Linked DNA regions of Zea mays: regions 2, 3, 4 and 5 are each linked to region 1. The links are chromatin contacts, called in public Hi-C maps. All regions are on one chromosome and are shown on one strand. Each heading gives the region's core, a stretch centred on a gene start, on an enhancer-like site or on the middle of the called end of the contact. The rest is flanking DNA. Distances are from core to core; before and after follow the strand shown.

Region 1 (2,539 bases), core at 20-2,519:
GACAACTTAGATAGTGAACCAAACATGCCTTGTATTCGTGCCAGCCGATGCCTCCGTGGCTCACGAATCATAATACTTTCACATGTATTTGTAGTTCCATTCTGTTTGTTTTCAAAACTCACACTATTTTTTTATACAGATTATCGAATGATTTTGACGAGATCTCGATGCCTCAAAATTGCGCCCTAAAAATCAAAACACTACATCGTATCAAAGTGTTTAGAACACCAATAGCAAATTAAGCTCTAACACTTAAGCCCTAAATTATGCATCTTAGAAAATAAATTGTGTTATTAGGAAAGAAAAAACTTAAGAATGATGTACAAAACAAAGATATAGCACTAATTCGGGGTGTAGTATATTTGAGTCATTTTATGGCGTGTCCTATATTTTTTGATAAAAAATTGTTTTTATGAGTTGAACATATATAACACTAATCCGGAGTGTAGTGTATTTGAGTCTATTTAAATTTCACTCTCTAACTTATCATTTAGAGAGTCATTTGCATGGAAATTGTTTTCTATATCTTTTCAATCTCCAACAGCCTTTTTTATATATTGTTTGCACTCTAGAGAGTCATTCATGCTTTCTATATTTAGCTAGCAAAAAACCTGGAATATAATATGGCTATATTTGGATAGCCATTTAGATAATCAGTTGGAGGGTATTTGTTACAAAAATCTCTTTTTATATAAATTAGGAAGAATATAGAGAGGTTTTGGAGTTGCTCTTAGGGTTTTGCTATATAGATGAGACATAGTGTTGTTGAAGGGGGCGGATCCCAAGTGGAGTTGGGGCTCTAGCCTCTCTGTATCCATAAAACTCATTAGATAAAGAGGTGGAGGATAGAGAAAAAGGGAGGAGAAAGAATATGAGAGAAAAATGAGCCCCCACAAAGAAAAAGGTAGAGGATACAGGAGAAGGAAAGAAAGAAAAGAGAAAAATTCAGTCACTGGTCACTAAAAATTTGACACTCTTTAGCTCATTTCTGAATCCGTCACTGGCTCACTGCCCACTGATTGTTGATGGACACGTTACCTACTACTAAAAGATGCCCCGCGTACTTTTTTGGGTGGCGGAGTTAATCGACCATTTATTTTTTTTTAGAGAATTGCAGAAACCTGGAATGGAGTTGCCAGTTGCCCAACCTGCCAAATTTTTTGATAGAAATGTTCAGTGCTAGCTACATGGATTGGGCTTCAACACGGTATGTCTACACATTTCTAATCAGCCCATGGGCCGTGAGAGCAAAATAGCCCTAGCAAGTACCCTGTATCCCACCCCGCGCCTCCAACTTGTTCTTCCGCTGCAAGACAGCAGTCCCGAGCTGTATGCCTGTATGTATCCTGCTACCGTTCTTGTCTAGTCGTCTTCCTCGGCAAGCCGCGGCGGTCGTTGCCCCCTCGTATAATCTACTCGCGGCATCCTTGTCATCGCCGTTTCGATTTGGTTGATACAGAGGGGAGCCGCGAGGGGGCGGAGATGCCGACGCTGACGAAGCTGTACAGCATGGAGGAGGCTGCCCTCCACAACACGCCCGACGACTGCTGGGTCATCGTCGACGGCAAGGTAGCGCCACTGTATTGCCCCCTCATATCCTCCTTGCTGTAGATAGGTATTATGCATGCAGCAGTAGGTAGAGATTGTAATAAACGCGTGGGGAGGGGAGGGCCGGAGGGGAGAGTGAGGGCATACTGTTCGAGTTCCGATGCGATTTCTCTCGCAACGTGTTCGATGGAATGTCTGGAAGGCCTTTGCTGTGATGTGCTGCTTGCTGTGCACGTACTCTTGCCAATACTAGCGGCACTCTGGTTGTGAGGTTTGGGAGATTGGTAGGGCGTGGTAAACTAGTTAGTAGATTGGTTGTGCTGTCCTAGAAATGAAGCTTCAGGTTAAGTAGAATTGGGATATGCTGCACTGATCCTATCGCTACATAAACTCAATTGTCTGCTGGTCAATGCGATGCAGATTTATGATGTGACCAAGTATTTGGAAGACCATCCTGGGGGTGCCGATGTTCTGCTCGAAGCAACCGGTACTGCTTGCCCTGATTCACTTTTCCTACTCTATTCATTCACCATGTGGTATTAGTTTCTCTATGGGTTGTATGACTCGTGCCATTCTGTCTGAAGGTAAGGATGCTACAGAAGAATTTGACGATGCAGGGCACAGCAAGAGTGCCAAGGATCTAATGCAGGACTACTTCATTGGGGAGGTGGACTTGGACCCAACTCCTGACATTCCTGAGATGGAGGTTTTCAGGAAGGAGCAGGACACGGGATTTGCCAGCAAGCTTAAGGACAACGTGGTGCAGTACTGGGCAATCCCAGCAGCTGTAATTGGGATATCAGCTGTTGTTGCTATATTGTATGCGCGAAGGAAGTGAAAGTTAATGTGCCATGCTTGGGCAGATGATCCTTTTAGGCTTTGTTCGTTTCATCCCTAATCCATGGGGATTGAGGGGGATTGGGGTGGATTGAGGGGGATTTTGACTTGTAGTGGATTCAATCCCTCTCAATCCCCATGGGTTTGATAAAAA
Region 2 (2,539 bases), core at 20-2,519, 250 kb before region 1:
TTTACCTGGCTGAGCACAGGCGTGCGGCTACTGTTTTGGAAATTTACAAGATAAAAACCGCAAGCTCAAAAAAAAACCCGTACATCTAGAGGGATGACACGAAAATTTGTAGAAAAAAATGACCACATACCTTATGTGAAGAAAAAAACTAACCTATCATTTCCTGAAGATTTTTTTTTCTTTTTCTTTGTGGCTCTTTAACGATCCAAGTTTTTTTGAAGGAACATTGTGGGTCAACTGCCAACATTGCTCATGCTGGTCTACAAGAGTATATTTTGAAAATGCACAAGTGTATTTTTGAAATGGGATTCAGCTAAGCCCAAGCACACTCAAATCTTTACCCGAAAATGAGGTCACATCACTATTTGGGATTGTAGCACGATGTGAATGTAATCTGTTATCTACCTGACATTTGTTGTTGGGGCAGCTTCCCTTAACATGAAGGACGTGGAAGACGAACTGGTCTGCTGTTGAGTTTGGTCCCGTTGCACTTGCTGCCGCTGGTCTTTCTGCTTCTCCGCGAGCTGCATGCAGGAGTAACGCTTTCTGTAAATTTGATTTGGTTCATGAGAAAACAGAGGGCCAGTTGAGCATGGATGAGGCGACGTTGAGTTGCAGCAGCGTCTGCCTACCTCCTTCTGCAGAACCTTGTTCTCCTCCTGCAGTGACTTCTCCTGCGGTAACAATGCATCGCAGCACAGCGCAAGAGCAGAGATATTTTGTGGATGTAACAAGGCAACCAAAGTAGTTAACACTTGCAATAAACCATGCCCATCTAATGGCCAGCTAAAGAAATCATACAATTCTTAAAAGAGGAAGTTCGAACAGCCAACTTTAGCAAGCTCAACAATTTACCTTCCGTTGGAGCGCTGAAATTGACTCGACCATAAGCTGGCTCTGCGCATGCGGTGAATATTTACTTGTTAGTTTTCCAACATGCAGAGCGCATGGCTGTCAGTGGTGTAGTAGGCATCACGTAAGTAATGCACTGCAGTCTAATATATAGATCATACTACCTTCCTTGTTCTGATATGTTTCAGTGAACTCTCCAGCTGCTGCTCTAGTTGCTGAAGCTCTTTGAGATTCAAAGTTTCAAGATCCTCTCCCATGAGGTGCCTGCAGGACACACAAGGCTTGGTCATATTTATCTTCAACAGGGCATATTACATATTTTCAGCAACTAATCACTACAAATTACTTTTGACATTTCTGTATTGTCTCGACCTTCGCCTTTAGTTTTCTATATTCATGGCACCAATTGCCCTACACAAAGCAAAGAACATTTACATTATTTAATATGGGTCAACATCATGAAAAGGAACTCAACATAATAGGATAATTAAGTGAACCATGGACTGCCTTGCAGCACAGTATTCTTTGTACTCCTTCCATTTCATACCGTAAGTCGTTCTAACTTTTCTAGATACATAGTTTTTACAATATATCTAGACATAACATATATCAAGGTGTGTAGCAAAAGCTATCTCTAAAAAAGCTTGAACGACTTACAATTTTGGAATGGAGTACTAATCTGAAACCGAATTTATTACATAACTATTACTAGCGCTATATTTAGTAAAAGAATATGACAAAGCTCCATGGATTATTATAAACGGTTGACAACATATAATACGTTTGGATTTATTAGTGCTTCTAGAAACTGCCCTAAACTCCTTTACACACTGGTATCACATATTATTGGTATTCAGGGTCTATATATGCATGTTCCTCAATAAAAAGAACCGGTGGGACTCGATGACCATACAGATGCACATGAAAACAGTTAATGAATAAACATGTAGGTTAATATAGATATATAATACTTCTTTATAAATGAGAGTACTCTAATATATCAATATCTTGTCTTAGTTTCTGTTTTACACCCATGTTTTCTTTTAACTGTCGACCGTGTATCAGCGCTTATGTCTTGCGATTGCCATTTCTACCAAACATACAAGAGAAGAAATTTTTGAAGTGAATCAAATGGTGGAAATAACCCATGCCATTCCCCCCTTCCATATTTTGGGGTATGCCAATTTACACTGGCCAGAGGTCAATCACAACTATTTGACATGGTCAGTGCATATTAATCCAGGATGCTCAAAGGGGTCTCATGGGGGAAACTCACCTCTGGCGCATGGCTGATGCCAGAGGTCTCACTGGTCTAGGTCTTAGATAAGCTTTTGCATAGGATGTTGTCTTGCTCATGTTTTTCCTTTCCCATCAGTGATTGGTTATTTGTTCTATTTGCATCCTACTCTGGCCTCAACTTTTGAGGTATTGCAGATTCTGTAATCAGATGGTTGTATTCTTTTTTCTCTTAATACCAAGCGCATATCAAACATACAATCCAGTGGCGAAGCTAGAGCAAACATGAAGGGGTGCACCTCTCTTGTGGATGCATAAGGATGAGATGTGAGTGATGCATATATGGTGAAAAATTGAACACTATAACTGACTTTTAAAATTTTAGGGGGTGCATTTGCACCCACTGGCTACATAGTAGCTTCGCCCCTGATACAATCCCTACTTTTACAAA
Region 3 (2,539 bases), core at 15-2,514, 230 kb before region 1:
CAAACTTAAGTGCAGCATGGGCTTTCGATATGAGCGTGTCCTACCAGGGTTCAGACTCAGCATCGTCAGTCATCAGCAAAGAGTAAAGACAAGCTAGCATAGTTGCTTGTGGCAGTTGACGATTCCATGTATCTCCATACCATGGGGAGCGCCCACAAGTAGCGCCAATCAGAAAAGGGGCACAGAAAGAAGAAAAAATGTAAGAACGAAGAAATAGTCACACAAATTAAGTAGCACTTCGGCGAAGAAACGAGGCAGCAGCAACCTAAATAATACTGATGCTGCCAGGCCTGGATGAGAAAAATCCAAATTACAGAAACTATACTCCTCTCCATATAATCCCCACTTCCCCAGTCGCAGATTAAGGGTGCTGAGTACAAGATGAGATGTGCAGAATAAGGGCGAGATGAGATGTATAGTATTGGTGTTCTGCGGAGAAGTCAAGTTAGTCAAGCAATTAGCACATGCAGCATGGCAGCAAAAATTTCCCCCAAACAGAGCAGTACCAACGCCATACCAGCGAAAGCGGAGCATAAAATTACCCCGTATATATATAGCGCGCGCACGAACGGGACACGCTACACGCCTCTTCGATTCATCTACACATAACCAGAGCTGTACGTCTGTCTACCCAATAACCATAATTCCAAAAATTCTCAACAAATTCGAACAGAGATAATTACGCATCACCTCAATTCATAGTTTCAAACAGCTTGGAAATGGGGCAGCACGCAGCGGGCAGTGTCGAAACGTAAGCAACGGAGGGGGCCGAGAGCGTACCATGAATCGGTAGAGTACTCGTAGAGCTTGCCCTTGGTGGAGAAGATGATGAGCGCGACCTCGGCGTCGCAGAGCACGGAGATCTCGTGCGCCTTCTTGAGTAGCCCCGAGCGGCGCTTGGAGAATGTCACCTGGCGGTTGATCTTGTTCTCGATCCGCTTCAGCTGCACCTTCCCGCGCCCCATCGCCGCCGCCTTCTCCCTCTCCTGATCTCAACCTAAATCCTAGCTCAGGCACGTCGCTTCAGCCGCCGCCGCCGACAGCAGCTATAAAACTAGCTAGCTTCCTTCCTTGTTGCTTGCGAGAGGCTTGCTTGACACAGGATAGGTAAGCCTACGGCTGGCTAATTGTAGATAGTATGCGGTGGCGGTGGCGCCGGCGAGTGCATGACGTCGCAGCTAGCTGCGGCGGTGGAGAGATAGGGGGAGGGAGGTGAGGGGACAGGCCGGGAGGAGGGAGACGCTGGGAGGAGGCGGATTTAAAGCGGTGATGAGCGCTGCCGCGACGGATCGGAGGGGGAGGGGGTATAGCGAAACCGGGATGGTTTCCCCGCCGCCGCTGTCGAACTGGCATTGGCCGATGCGGCGTGCCCGGGCCCACCTGGCCCCACGGCATCTCTCATCGCAAGGGCCCGCTGCCAGGGTCTTTCCTCGTACGGTCGAAACCGGCTTCTCTCACACACCTTGCCTGGCATGAAGTAATGACGACAAGATGCTGGCAGGCAGCAGCTATTATCTGTTTTTGTTTCTATCTACTCCACTCGACTACTGGTAGCTATAATGAATATCGCTATAACATTTATTTTCGACCAAAGTATTAGCAGTAGTATCTTCGAATAAATTTATTACACAAAAAAACCAACGCTCCATCTATTAATTCTATTTATATATTAAAACTATTAGTGTTATTTTTATATGTTTTATTAAAAATAAAAACGTTTGACTCTAACATATGAGAACAAGACTTGTTTTAGGGGGTGTTTAGTCTCTATGGGTGTTTGGGTTCTATTTTAGTTATCGTATTTATTAGTTTAGGGTCTAAAATAAAATAAAATGGATGGATTAAAAAATAGTTAGAAACCAAACAATCCTTAAGCTTTGTTTGGATACTCTAGTATTGACCATAATCCATATGTGTTGAGGTGGATTATATGTAAATTAGTTTAAGTTATACTGCAAACCACCTTAATACATATGGATTAGGATCAATACTAGATTACTCAAAGTAGGCATTAGGATGGTAGTGGAGTAGTATACTTTCTTAGTTCTTTTTTATTTGTCGCGCGCGTTAAAAACTGAACTAGTGGACGATAAATATTCGAGAATGGAGGTATTGTTTTAAATAGATCTAACTAGATTCGTTGTTGTCATTTTTTGTATCGGAATGTTTTGCTTTCAAATTAATTTGCACGGCCGTGCTGGTGCCACGTGCAGCGGTGCCCAAGCATTAAAGATATCAGATTGTTTGGAGTATGCGGCTCGTCGGGGTTTTTATTTTTATTTTGCTTTTTTAAGCGCACCGTACGCCGTGCACGTGATGAAGTCTGCGGGGTAATGTTTGGGCAAAACGGGGAAGGGGCAGCAACTGGTCGCCTGGTTTCCCGGCTCGGTCACTTTTCGCAGTCCGGAGAGGCGGACAACGCGTGGGGCGGGCTGACGCAGCAAGGGGCCGCCCACTTTTGGGCCGGTCCGACGGCAGCGGCCAGGCCACGACGGGGACGGGCCAATGCGGGACACCTGTGTCTCCTGCAGTCCTGCTG
Region 4 (2,539 bases), core at 17-2,516, 210 kb after region 1:
TCAGGTTGTCGTCTGGGATGCACTTACTGCTGAAAAGGTTACAAGATTGCCTTCTGGCAGCACTGGTGCTCCTAGATGGCTCGACCATTCCCCAGTTGAGCCAGTTTTTGTTAGTTGTGGAAACGATAGATCGATCAAATTCTGGAAACAAACCGTATAAGCTTGTAGATTCAACCACGCAAATCAAAAGAGTATGTTTTCAGTATTACTGTTTCAGGAGGAATGTGCTAGTGTAACTTTAGTTGTATATGGGAGAAATTTGCATAAGCGATTTTTTTTTGAAACTGCATAAGCAATTGTTTGACCTAATAGCAAATCCCAATCAGATGTTTTTTTTTGGTTCTGCAGATGCCAGTTATATGAACCATTGACCTGATTTTTATTGGTCAGCCTCCTTTCGATGTTCTGTTATTTTTATCCCATTGTGGATTGCGGGATATTTCGGTCGCGTTTAGTTTCATTAGTTTTAAGACTAAAGTTAAGTCCATATCGTGTTTGGTTGTATGGACTAAACATATTCTAAATATATTAAATGTAACATATAAAGACAAAAATACACTTTTTAGTGTTTTCTATGTATGACGTCAGTTTTCTAGTCACAGACAATTAGCGTAAATGTTGCTTTTTAGTCACTTTTAGCACCCATGTGAGGGACTAAAGACTAAAACCAATTAGTCTTTACTTTAGTCCTTCCGTTTGGTAAAATAAGGACTAAACAAGATTAAAAATTAGAAAACAAGATTAAAAATTAGAGATTAAAGATTAGTCCCTCTAATCAAATATGGCCTTCTTCTTAGGATGTAATGTGTAAATTGTAATGATGGTTTCACCCTACCACGTGTGATGTGGAAACATATATGCCAATAAAGACTAGTTTGGAAGCCAGAAAACCGCAGGGGATTGAAAGGGCTAGAACGCTCTACTCCTCCAATTCCAACTAGACCCGGAGAGGATTAAAGAGGCTAAAATTCACTCCTTATTCAATTTTAAATAAGAAGGTGATTTTAAGCCCTTCAATACCCTCCGGATTTTAGACTTTCCCTAAACGTTCTACCATCCAACATCTTCCCACCGGTAACTAGCTCTAAACGTTCTCCCACATCGTTGCATTGTTTTTTTTTTCAAAATGATCTCGTGTGCAACCGTACAAATGCAACTGAGAGGAGGGAAATGCGAGACCCTTCAGTCCTCGAAGCTCTCTGGACTGTGGGTGATTGGGTGTGGTCGTGTGGGCCTAAAATGGGATGGCCCATCCAAGCCCGACCCGTATTTGCCAGATTCGAGTGAACTGGATCCAACTAAACAAACAATTTTCCCCATTTGCCATTCCCGACGAGCACCTTCACCGTCTCCTCCCAGTCCCACCTCGCGTGGCACGCCATGGCTTTCTCCCCGCGCTCGCCGTGGTCGCGTGCCAAGAAAACCGACGTCTACTCAACCTTCGTTGTCCACGGCGATGACGATGAAGACGACGCCCGCGGCGGCAGGGGCCCCTCCACGCGGGCGGAGGAAGACGAGGAGGAAGACCCCTCCTCGCTGCCTCCGCTTCTTCAGCGGCTCCCCAAGGACTTTGGCGGCGCCTCGTTCGACGACGACGAGGACCCCTACTCCTCCGACCCTGACGATGCTTCCCTCTCTGCCACGGCGGCCTTCAAGAGCGGCGTCCCGGCCTCCGGTCGATCTCCGTTCCTGGATCTGCGGCGCTCAAGCCCCCGCGCTACCGATGACGACCCGTACTCTACCTTCGTCGTTCATTCCACCACACGCTCGGGGAGAACCTCCTCCAGCCCTCGCGGGTCCGCCTCCGGCACATTCATCCGTCGCTCGGGTGGCTCGTCTAGCCCTCGCGAGTCCGTCTCTGGCACATTCATCCGCCGGACCGGCAGCCCGTCGAGCCCCGGGAAGTCAGCCTCCGGCACATTCATCCGCCGGCCAGGGAGCCCGTCGAGCCCCCGCGGGTCGTTCTCTGGCACCTTCATTCGCCACACCAGCGGGGGCTCCAGTTCCCATGAATCTGCCTCTGGCGGCGGCGGGGGTTTCGGGTCCTCTTTCTGGACTCCAGCGGTGGAGCAGTCAGAGGAGCTCCGGCAGCCATCGCCTCTGATGCAGCAACAACAGCAACAACATTCAAGGCGGAAGCCATCGGTCAGCTCGGTGCCAGACAGTGTTACCAGGGAGGATCCTTCCACCAAGTACGAGCTGCTCCATGAGCTTGGTGCGACTCTTGCTCTGGAATTATTATTTCATTAGTTCTTTATATGTCTTTTTGTATAATGCCTGAAATTTTGAGCTATTTTGCGCAATGCAAATTCAATTGGAAATGCAGGGAAAGGTTCATATGGTGCAGTGTACAAAGCAAGGGATCTCAGAACGCAGGAGCTTGTGGCTGTCAAGATCATCTCATTAACAGAAGGGGTTAGTTTCTAGCTTCTTATTACAAAGTTCTGTGAATATTCCGGAAGGCTACCCAAGACATATTTCATATTTGGCAACCATATTGCTTTTGTTGTGAGCATTTTGTTTGCATGGGCTTAATTGT
Region 5 (2,539 bases), core at 16-2,515, 150 kb before region 1:
TTACAGTTTCATTTCAAAAATGAATCTTAACTTCGGCGCCATCGTCATTGGCGCCAAGGTAACGTATAGTGACGCTGCATAATTGACGCCAACTTTTAGCCTATCGGGGATGCGTGCTGCCCACTGATCCCCCCCCCCCCCCCCCCCCCCCCCCGCTCGTAAGATGCAACGGCGATTTGATGTGAGTGAGGTGGTGCAGGAGAAGCAGTACTCAATACTGCACATACATGTTTTCTTGCATACTCAAATGTATTTCTGTTTTTTTAATTCACTGGCTCAAATGTATTTCTGTTTTTTAATTCAATACTGCACATGCATGCTTGTGAAAGAACCTATCATATACAGATATACTGATTCGAGATACCTCAAACAATCATCAATCCTGTTTTCTTTTATCACTAAAAACTGATTTGGTGACTAGGAGATTAAAGGGGACTGAAGGGAAAATTCGTTTATTTTCTCTCAATTATCTCCAATCCCCTGTGATCTCTTTGCACCAAATAAACCTTAAGGGCTAGTTTGGCAAATCTTATTTTCTAAAAGATTTTCATTTTCTCAAATAAAATTAGTTCATTTTCTCTTAAAAAATGAGAATCAATTAGGAAAATGAAGTTGCCAAATTAGCTCTAAAAAAAATAAGGGAAATTAGTTTATATTCGGGATTTGAGTTTTTAAAATATCTATAATAATTTATCCTACTTTTGCTATATATCCTATATATGCGAATACTTTTGTGTCGGCAACCTAATATTCTGGTTCCTGTGAGGCCGTGATCAGAGTCAAGATAGCAACGGTAACAAATCATATCCTTATTCCAGAAACAGCACACATCTGTGCCAGTGGTACTATTGAGAAAACAATGCATTCTGATCCAAACTTATCCTTCATAAGAGTTTTACCTTTTTATCGCTAACGCTTTGTGCTGTGCTTCTGAGTGCTGACTGATGATCACTAAAAAGAACATAGTTCTTGATCTCAGGTCAAATTATATTGAATTTAATTAATTATATATATAAAACAATATTTATTATGCCAAATAAGTGTCATAGAAAATTCGTTAGGTTTAAAATTTACTACTCCTATTTGATGCTATAAATATTAGAATTTGATGTTTCCCCTATAAATTGAACAAAACTTTAGATAATTTAACTAGAGGACAAAAGGAATTGCATTCTCTAAAAAGCCCAGTCACATGAAAAGGTCGACAAAAGATACCATTGGATATGAACCACCGTTGGCATGCTGTAAGATCGACAGTGACAGGCTGACAGCTTTCACGATCGTGCAGTGCACTGACCTTGCCAAAAAGCTACAGCAATTTTATCCTCTTCGGCTGCATATTATTGCAGACAACGACAATAGTTTACTGGTGAGATAATTGAAAGCATTTTCTGCGCTTTTGGAGGTAGTTGAACAATTTATCGCCTGTTTAGTTTGAAGAAAATAAAGAAACCTATCGTGTGTTTAGTTTGAGAACGACTAGCGAGGTCATTATATACAATCTATGAAGCTCATGTCATGTGCGTGTGCCATGAAAAAATTATGGCAAAGCACTCTACATGTTGACGAAATGTTTGTCCACTAAAAAATCATGGATGTCTTCGAATTCGTTTAGGTCCGCCATATACGTCTCCATTGCAGGTCCTACCATTTCAAATCACTAATACAAAAGATTGGCCACAGCAGATTTTATTTATAACATGATCTCGATATGAAACTTTAGATATTCTAGGAAGCTTTTCGTGCTCCTAGCTTTTTCAGAAGAATTTCGGATAAAAAGAAGGTACAACAGTACCTGAATGTGCATCTAGATAAAGTGCTAGACCCTACTTTGCTGGGGTACAACAGACCAACTTTGCTTTGTCACACCAATAAGAGTGCCTCCAAGAGCCTTTATAAATTTCGCTCTATAAATTATCATTTGCAGAGTCATTTTGTATAAATACCACTTTTCTATATCTTTCCAATCTCCAACAACTTTTCTATATCTTGTTTATACTCTAGAGAGCCATTTATGTTTTCTATTTTTAGCCATCGAAAAACCCAAAATAGAAGATGTTTATATTTGGATAACCATTTAAATAAGTTGTTAGAGGGTATTTTTTATAAAAATCTTTATCCGTATTAATTAGAAAGAATATAGGTGCTATTTGGTTCACATATTGGTAACGTAATTGGTAACTGATAACGTTAAATCATGTTTGTAAGTCCAACCGTAATCGATACCATACTATAAATGGACACCGCCTTATTCAAATTTGTTACCGCTGGTATTCGAATGTGAATCATTAACATTAACATTTACGTTACATTTTGTGAACCAAACAACACCATATATAGTCTCTTGGAGTTGCTCTGTTTGAATCTCCTATATAAAATGAGATCGAGATGTTTGATTACTAGTTTCATCTCCCAACTAGAAACTCAAACTCTAGGTTGCACAACCCTAACACCTCACCCAAACACTCCTAGTGATCACTACACATGCCAGTGGAAAATCACCCAATAACCCTAGTTTCACGCCCAAGAACATCAAGAA

What was found. A called contact is a pair of places that touch in the nucleus more often than the background predicts.
Region 2: a contact with region 1 is called in a Hi-C map of leaf, with 4 times the contacts expected there. The contact joins the promoter of LOC109943549 here to the promoter of LOC109943550 in region 1. A contact is called at or near these places in 4 of 25 Hi-C or Micro-C datasets (leaf and tassel).
Region 3: a Hi-C map of bundle sheath shows a contact between it and region 1, with 2.8 times the contacts expected there. The contact joins the promoter of LOC542041 here to the promoter of LOC109943550 in region 1. A contact is called at or near these places in 6 of 25 Hi-C or Micro-C datasets (bundle sheath, ear, leaf and 1 more) and 1 of 3 datasets of contacts at active chromatin or transcription factors (leaf).
Region 4: a Hi-C map of endosperm shows a contact between it and region 1, with 2.5 times the contacts expected there. The contact joins the promoter of LOC103644020 here to the promoter of LOC109943550 in region 1. A contact is called at or near these places in 6 of 25 Hi-C or Micro-C datasets (bundle sheath, ear, endosperm and 2 more).
Region 5: a contact with region 1 is called in a Hi-C map of ear, with 2.2 times the contacts expected there. The contact joins the enhancer-like site here to the promoter of LOC109943550 in region 1. A contact is called at or near these places in 3 of 25 Hi-C or Micro-C datasets (ear, endosperm and leaf).

The regions. Positions count from the first base shown.
Region 1 is chr1:284,103,943-284,106,481 of Zm-B73-REFERENCE-NAM-5.0, forward strand. It overlaps LOC109943550 (cytochrome b5), which reads left to right and starts at 1,270. Exons shown (of 3, transcript XM_020546943.2): 1 at 1,270-1,569; 2 at 1,969-2,035; 3 at 2,133-2,539. The coding sequence starts at 1,483. The coding sequence ends at 2,386.
Region 2 is chr1:283,849,932-283,852,470 of Zm-B73-REFERENCE-NAM-5.0, forward strand. It overlaps LOC109943549, which reads left to right and starts at 1,270. Exons shown (of 2, transcript XM_020546942.1): 1 at 1,270-2,539. It overlaps LOC542041 (m4 protein), which reads right to left. Exons shown (of 8, transcript NM_001111681.1): 3 at 1,199-1,263; 4 at 1,017-1,116; 5 at 856-897; 6 at 633-674; 7 at 406-524.
Region 3 is chr1:283,877,992-283,880,530 of Zm-B73-REFERENCE-NAM-5.0, forward strand. It overlaps LOC542041 (m4 protein), which reads right to left and starts at 1,265. Exons shown (of 8, transcript NM_001111681.1): 1 at 781-1,265. The coding sequence starts at 965.
Region 4 is chr1:284,310,430-284,312,968 of Zm-B73-REFERENCE-NAM-5.0, forward strand. It overlaps LOC103644020 (serine/threonine-protein kinase STE20), which reads left to right and starts at 1,267. Exons shown (of 18, transcript XM_008667209.3): 1 at 1,267-2,215; 2 at 2,327-2,415. The coding sequence starts at 1,381. It overlaps LOC100192488, which reads left to right. Exons shown (of 13, transcript NM_001137708.1): 13 at 5-289. The coding sequence ends at 160.
Region 5 is chr1:283,950,781-283,953,319 of Zm-B73-REFERENCE-NAM-5.0, forward strand. No RefSeq gene overlaps it. Among protein-coding and RNA genes, the nearest start is that of LOC109943797, 50 kb to the left of the region's middle. Within about 2 kb of position 1,266, at least 8 of the 20 cell types and tissues checked have an H3K27ac peak or open chromatin away from gene starts, as enhancers often do. A contact at or near this core is called in ear and leaf, where this site is marked.